Regions from separate parts of the Zea mays genome. Here region 2 is linked to region 1. The links are chromatin contacts, called in public Hi-C maps. All regions are on one chromosome and are shown on one strand. Each heading gives the region's core, a stretch centred on a gene start, on an enhancer-like site or on the middle of the called end of the contact. The rest is flanking DNA. Distances are from core to core; before and after follow the strand shown.

What was found. Hi-C and Micro-C count contacts between places; a contact is called where the count stands out from the background.
Region 2: a Hi-C map of ear shows a contact between it and region 1, with 1.7 times the contacts expected there. The contact joins the enhancer-like site here to the promoter of LOC100278909 in region 1. A contact is called at or near these places in 2 of 25 Hi-C or Micro-C datasets (ear and tassel).

What each region holds. Positions count from the first base shown.
Region 1 is chr5:38,863,900-38,866,918 of Zm-B73-REFERENCE-NAM-5.0, forward strand. It overlaps LOC100278909, which reads right to left and starts at 1,453. Exons shown (of 7, transcript NM_001152033.2): 1 at 1,329-1,453; 2 at 1,188-1,236; 3 at 944-1,084; 4 at 432-668. The coding sequence starts at 1,426.
Region 2 is chr5:39,137,753-39,140,771 of Zm-B73-REFERENCE-NAM-5.0, forward strand. It overlaps LOC100383390, which reads left to right. Exons shown (of 12, transcript NM_001176045.1): 12 at 7-357. The coding sequence ends at 99. Among protein-coding and RNA genes, the nearest start is that of LOC100383390, 22 kb to the left of the region's middle. Within about 2 kb of position 1,454, at least 17 of the 20 cell types and tissues checked have an H3K27ac peak or open chromatin away from gene starts, as enhancers often do. A contact at or near this core is called in ear and tassel, where this site is marked.

The DNA of each region.
Region 1 (3,019 bases), core at 203-2,702:
AATTCCCTAGAATTAGACTATAACTAGAACATCCTCTCCCAATACAAAGCCTCACCCCTCGGTATTGCGTGGAATTAGAACGTACAATTCAGTGACATCCAAACAATAGAATTGGAATTGCATCTCATTTCAGTACCATGCATGATTTGGTATTCAACTCAATTCAATTCCATCATATTCAATATCAACATCCAAACGGAGCATAAGATGTTTTGGTTTTTCTAGATACATTGTTTTAACGCTTTTGCTACACACTTAAATATACACTATGTCAAGATACATAGTAAAAATATCTATACAATAGCCAAAATGCCTTATAATTTGGGACACAGGGAGTAGCAAATAAGAAAGAGAGCATACACAGATTCATGCTTTTTGCATAAAATGGACTAAAAGCAACAAATATGCACAGAAATATAGTTAAAGCTCACCTTCTTTGTGGGAAGCTCATAGTTTATCAGCACTCGAGCCATAAGGGGTGCCTCTGCCATCGCTGCCTGAGGCAAGCAAGCATCTGTTGCAACTATAATGCTTATTTTAGAGCCAGTACTTTCAAGCTTAGAACTTTCGGCAATATTGGTAGCTTTAGCAGTTTTATTCCACTGAGTTGTTTCTTGACGAAAGTTCTCAAGAATAGATGCACGCTCTGCTTCAGCTTGATCACTATACTGTACATAGAAGACCATTAGTAATATCTGGAGGTTGATGTGAAGTAAGAACATCATAATAGTAAGGATCATATACCTGTTAGGACCTTGTGCAACAATTTATGGGTTCATAAAAATATTTATGTTGGTGATAAACGTCATATATTTTCAGAGAAAACATACTAGATGAAGGCATATTGCTTCCAAGCCACCAAAAAATTTCAGAGAAAATAGAACAAATGAAAATGCATAGAGGAAGTTACAACTAAGGAGGTGAAATTGTGTTTGTGAACTACCAGAGGTGACGCTGACACAAAGGGGAGGTTTGCGACGGCAGCACAGACGGCATCAAGCTCATCACGGGAGGAAACACATGTTGCAATCGGCAGCCCACCACGGCGATCCGCGACAACCCCCAGGAGCTCCAAGAGTGTCCTCTGCGCACAAATACCACCATAAATCATCATGAATCGAGATCAACCAAACAGTGGTATCGAAACTGCAAACGAAGCGAAGAGAGCAGGGAAAATAGATAAGCACCATTTTGAACTGGGTGCGGTCGACGGCGAGGTAGTAGTGGCGGCCGGGGCTGGGGACAAAGGGGGTGCCAGGAAGCTCAGTTACATATATAAAACAGGGCGCACGATTGGATCGAGGAAGCGACAGGTGCAGCTCCCTCACCTGGAATGGCATGGCACCGCCGCAGGGGAGATCGGGGAGGGCAGAGAGTCGGAAAAATCTGCGGCGGAGCCAGCGGCGGTGGGGGTCAGAGACTTCATTGCGGTTTGCCGGAAACGAGGGGATGTGGAATATTCCTCAACGAGGCAACAGCTTTTTTGGGAAGAAAAAATTGACTATTAATGTGCTGAGCCATAAGCTATCTCCATCAGCTTATTCATTCTAATATTCATATTCAAATTTTACTCTATAAAAAATATATCTATAGTATAAAATAATATTTTGGATAAGCATTTAAGTAAACTGCTGGACACGATCTAAATTAATTTTTCAAATATAACCTGAACATTTAGATCATAAATATAGTTAAGAGTAGTGCTGAAAATCTGGGCAAGACTTTTTGGTCAGCATGAGTAAGGCTCCAAATCAGGAGCCCAAAGCACGACCCAGCACGAAGTTCTATGGGCTAGGCTAGTATGGCATGAAGACAGAGCTAGGTCGGGTCTTATTTTTCAGCCTATCGTGCCTCCGTGACGACCCTCACGCATGGACGACTTGGGGCAGCCCGGTCCGATAAAGCGTGTAGTGTTTAATTCTTTAATTTAGTAAGTTATGGAGTTTATGTTTGTCGGGTATCATAATTAGGGGTAACTGGATTACACCTCTAAGCACACTTAACCCCAAAGCTACCGTGAGACATATTCCCTCGAGGTCAAGTGAGGATGAGCCACGACTCGCCCGAGACCCCACTCGACGGTCGCTCAAAATTCCTTCTCGCCCAAGCCTGCTCTCGGATGAGGGCAGCACTCGGGGAAATCATCGCCTCGCCCGAGGTTCCCTCTTCAAGAAACATCTATTTACGCCTTGTCCGAGCCCGTCTCAAGCAAGGAGGACAACCTCGAGCCCGCCCTTAGTCAAAGGTCACAGAAACTGCGGAGACATGAGTGTTGGGGGCCTTCGTCCTCCGAAGGTCCTCAAAAACATGATTTGACAATGTTTTCCAAGTGAATTATATGAACAGGTATTTTCGGATTCAGAATTATGGATATGGAGCACGACCAGGACGAAGGCTGAGCCAGACGAAGGTCGGGGGCAGCCGAAGCTGTACGCAGGGAAGCTTCGGCGCGATGGCACAAGGGGGAACCGACCTTAAGATGAAAAGACTTCGGGGTCCTCAATAGATTTCCATAAACCGTTAACAAATGTAATGGACATGGATGTAATTTTACGTGGGCTGCGTCCCGCGTCTATAAATAGATGAACAGTACTCCCGTACTGTTCACGCTGACTTGTCATTTTGCTTTTGGCGTCACGCTGACTTGTCATTTTGCTTTTGGCGTCACGCTCGTACTTTCCACCTTCTCTCAGGATCGAAGGTACATTTGTAATTTGGGATCATTTCTGTTTTTCCATGTTAATAAAATAGAAATGATTCTTTGGTGATGCTTATATCATATTTCATGCTTTATGTGAGTCCTTCGTCATTACTTGTTATGTTTACGAAGGTATGTCTCTCATGACCTTCGTCCGAGACTCATTATTTCCCGAAGGGATATAATGCTTCGAAGGACGAAGGACCCTAACACTTAACACTTTTTATGTTGCCTTGTTCTTAACTCGAAGAATTTGAGAACAAGTCTCCAACATTGGCGCCCACCTCCGGTGAACTCACTTCCACTTCGAGTCTTCGTGAA
Region 2 (3,019 bases), core at 204-2,703, 270 kb after region 1:
CTGTAGGAATTCCTTGCGTTGCCAAGGGCGGACGCCATCCAACTCCTCATGCAGTACAATGGAAATGCAGAAGCAGTCATCCAACAGATCTTCCAATAGTGCTTACTGTAAATAACAAAGTATTTTGCTTGCTTTCAAACGTAATTATTTGTTGATACTTTTCTTGCCCTGTACAGAAGATTCTGTTAGAACTAGGAGTCTGTGTTTGATGATCCACAGTACTTCTATGGACTTACACAGAGTAGGAATCGGTGGGATTCAGCACAGGCTAAACTCAACGATAAATGCAAAGATATTGATTTATACTGGTTCAGACCATTGAACAGCGTGCGTAATATATATTATGTCTAGTTAGTTGTGTTGGATTGTTGATTATGCTTGCTTGGGTTCCTTACAAGTTGGATTACTCTGTCCCTCTTTATATAATCCATAAGAGAGGTTTATGAGTTAAGTTTTTAACTTTTAACCGGCTAATATGGAAGTTACAGAAAGTCTTTTTTTTCTTCTCTAGTCTGATCAGGTCAATAGTTTTTAGAGCAGTTTTTAGTGCGTGTTTGGTATGACTCTAAAGTAAAACTCAAAGGGAGCTGGAGCTAGAGCCTACCAAACACCATAATTTTAGAGTTATAAACTTCATGGGGTTTTCAGAGCCGTAATATAAAATTTTGGAGTATCTTTTTGCTGTTCTGAAAACTCTAAAAAGCAACCTAATATGAAATTTGGATTTACCCACAAAATTTACCCACAAATGTTACTGGCAATGAGAAAATAATCTAAACTCTAGAGCAGAGCCTTAGAGTTTGGAGTAGAACTACTCCGGAGGGAAGCAAAGCCATACTAAATACGCCTTTAGATAGTGTTTGGTTCCTGATTGAATTGGTTTGATGTATAATATAATGACTCTAAAAAGGAAAAATTATGTTTAAATACTGAACCATTTGGCTCTCTAAAATCTTCCGGACATAGCTACTAGCTGGTATAGAGCCGCTCTATATCAACGGACTCCGGAATCAAACGCTACCTAGATTATTTGAAACTATATTTGTTGTGTGCGTATATCTTACAGATTCAAAAGTTATTCGGTACCTCTATTTGCCCTTTTTCGCAATCTCATCAAAGTCATGCGCCAGGTTGATGCGGCGGAGTTACAGTTTATTTGGCTAGTTCCGTAAAACAAAGGTCGTTGATTAATTCTTTTTTGCAACCCTGTACTGTACGAAATGGACCTGGCTATATATCCACTATTCGCTTCGCACATTATTAGCCATAGCCAGCTCACTGTACCACTCCATTTGGCTTTTTAAGCCCAGGTGGAAGTTTCTGCTACGTTTTGATTTTCGGCCCATTCATGCATCTAGGTGCAATGGTAAAAAGCTCGTAGCTATACTGTCCAATGAGCCGTGTCCAATCAGCACGGCGTGAGCACAACCCAAGCCGGACCAACTTAGTTGGACCGAGGCATGGCATGATTATATTTTGGATCGGGCCGGGCCGACATGTGGACCTGAGCCTGAGCCTGAGCCTGAGTACAAGAACAACACTATTACACTTACTCGGGTCGTGTTGTGTCGTCGGGCTAAGCCGTGCTACCGTGTTGCGCTGGCCTAGGCTCGCAGCTGTGTAACCGTCTAACACCCACTAGCTCTGATGGATGATGCCCATAAGCTCATACTTCATAACAATAACAACAAGACATGTCAGTCTAAGTTCATACAACCATAAGTTCATACTTCGTAAATAATAACAATAGCAGCAAGAATGCAAGACATACATGCTGCCTACCCCTGATGCCCAAAAGTTCATACTGTAAAGCCCAAAATGTGTATAAGAAAAAATAAATATAAATAATAAAATAAATATATGAAGAAATAAAAATAGTAAATTCAGACATCTCAAATCATACTTAAGTGTGAAATTTGAGGACTGAATTTCTAAAATCAAGAAGTATTCTAGAAAATAAGTAAAAGAAAAATTTTCTATTCAATTAAATAATGATGCATATCATTAAATGATGCACCATAAGCATTTATTCACATGAATAGTTAACTTTGAAGTAACCTTTACTTCTTGTTCCACATTCAAAATACTATTTTTTTCTAAAGAGAAAGAAATAAGGAATATAAAACTCACATAAAGTATATATAGAATCATACTTTCAAAATTAGTACAATAATTGTGCAACATAATCTGAGGATAAATTGCCACCAATTTTGAATCCAAACTGGAATTTAAATTTGGATTTAGAATTTAAGAGAGAAATACTATAAAAGACAAGATAAAATTTATAAATATATAAATTCATCCCACTGATTTGTCCAAACTGAATACTTAAAAGGATTATAAATTCTTCTGAGGAATTTGAATTCAAATTTTGGATTTGAAAAGGAAAAGGAAAAGAAATTACAAAGAAAAGAAAATAAAAAGAAAAATGTAAAACCTAACTGGGCCCAATCTGCTTCGGCCAATCTTTCCTCACGCGCATCGTCAGCCTCACCCCGGGCTACAAAACCAGGCACAGCCGAGTCGTACGCCATCCCCCTTCCTCTATTCCTCCCTTTTTACCGCGAATGACGAGAGAGAGACACGGTGGGAGGAGACCGGAGGGTACACTTGCGCCATTGTCGTCGACCGCGCCGTGGCCAAGCTCGCCGCCGTCACCCTGACCTCTGGTAAGTGCACGAGCCTGTTCTTTACATCCGTAGGGTCGTGTGACACCGTTAGGGTGGTAGTTGGGTCGGCGGTTGGCCGGTAATTGCTCATCGGGCTTCAACCGCGCCGTAGAGTCGCCATGGGAGGTAGACCAACGCCGTCTCGGGGCGATTCAACTCGTGTGATGGTTGTCCAGGTTGGGCGTAGTCGTAGCTTCGTCTAGAGTATATTAGAATGGAATTCGGGGGATCATTGTGTAGAATGGGGCTTCCTCGGCGAGGTCACCACCGCCCTGGGGTTCGCCGATGTGATTTGGTGGGCGGCGTCGCCAGGTCGCGACGCAGATAGGGTTAGGCAGATCGTGTCCGTC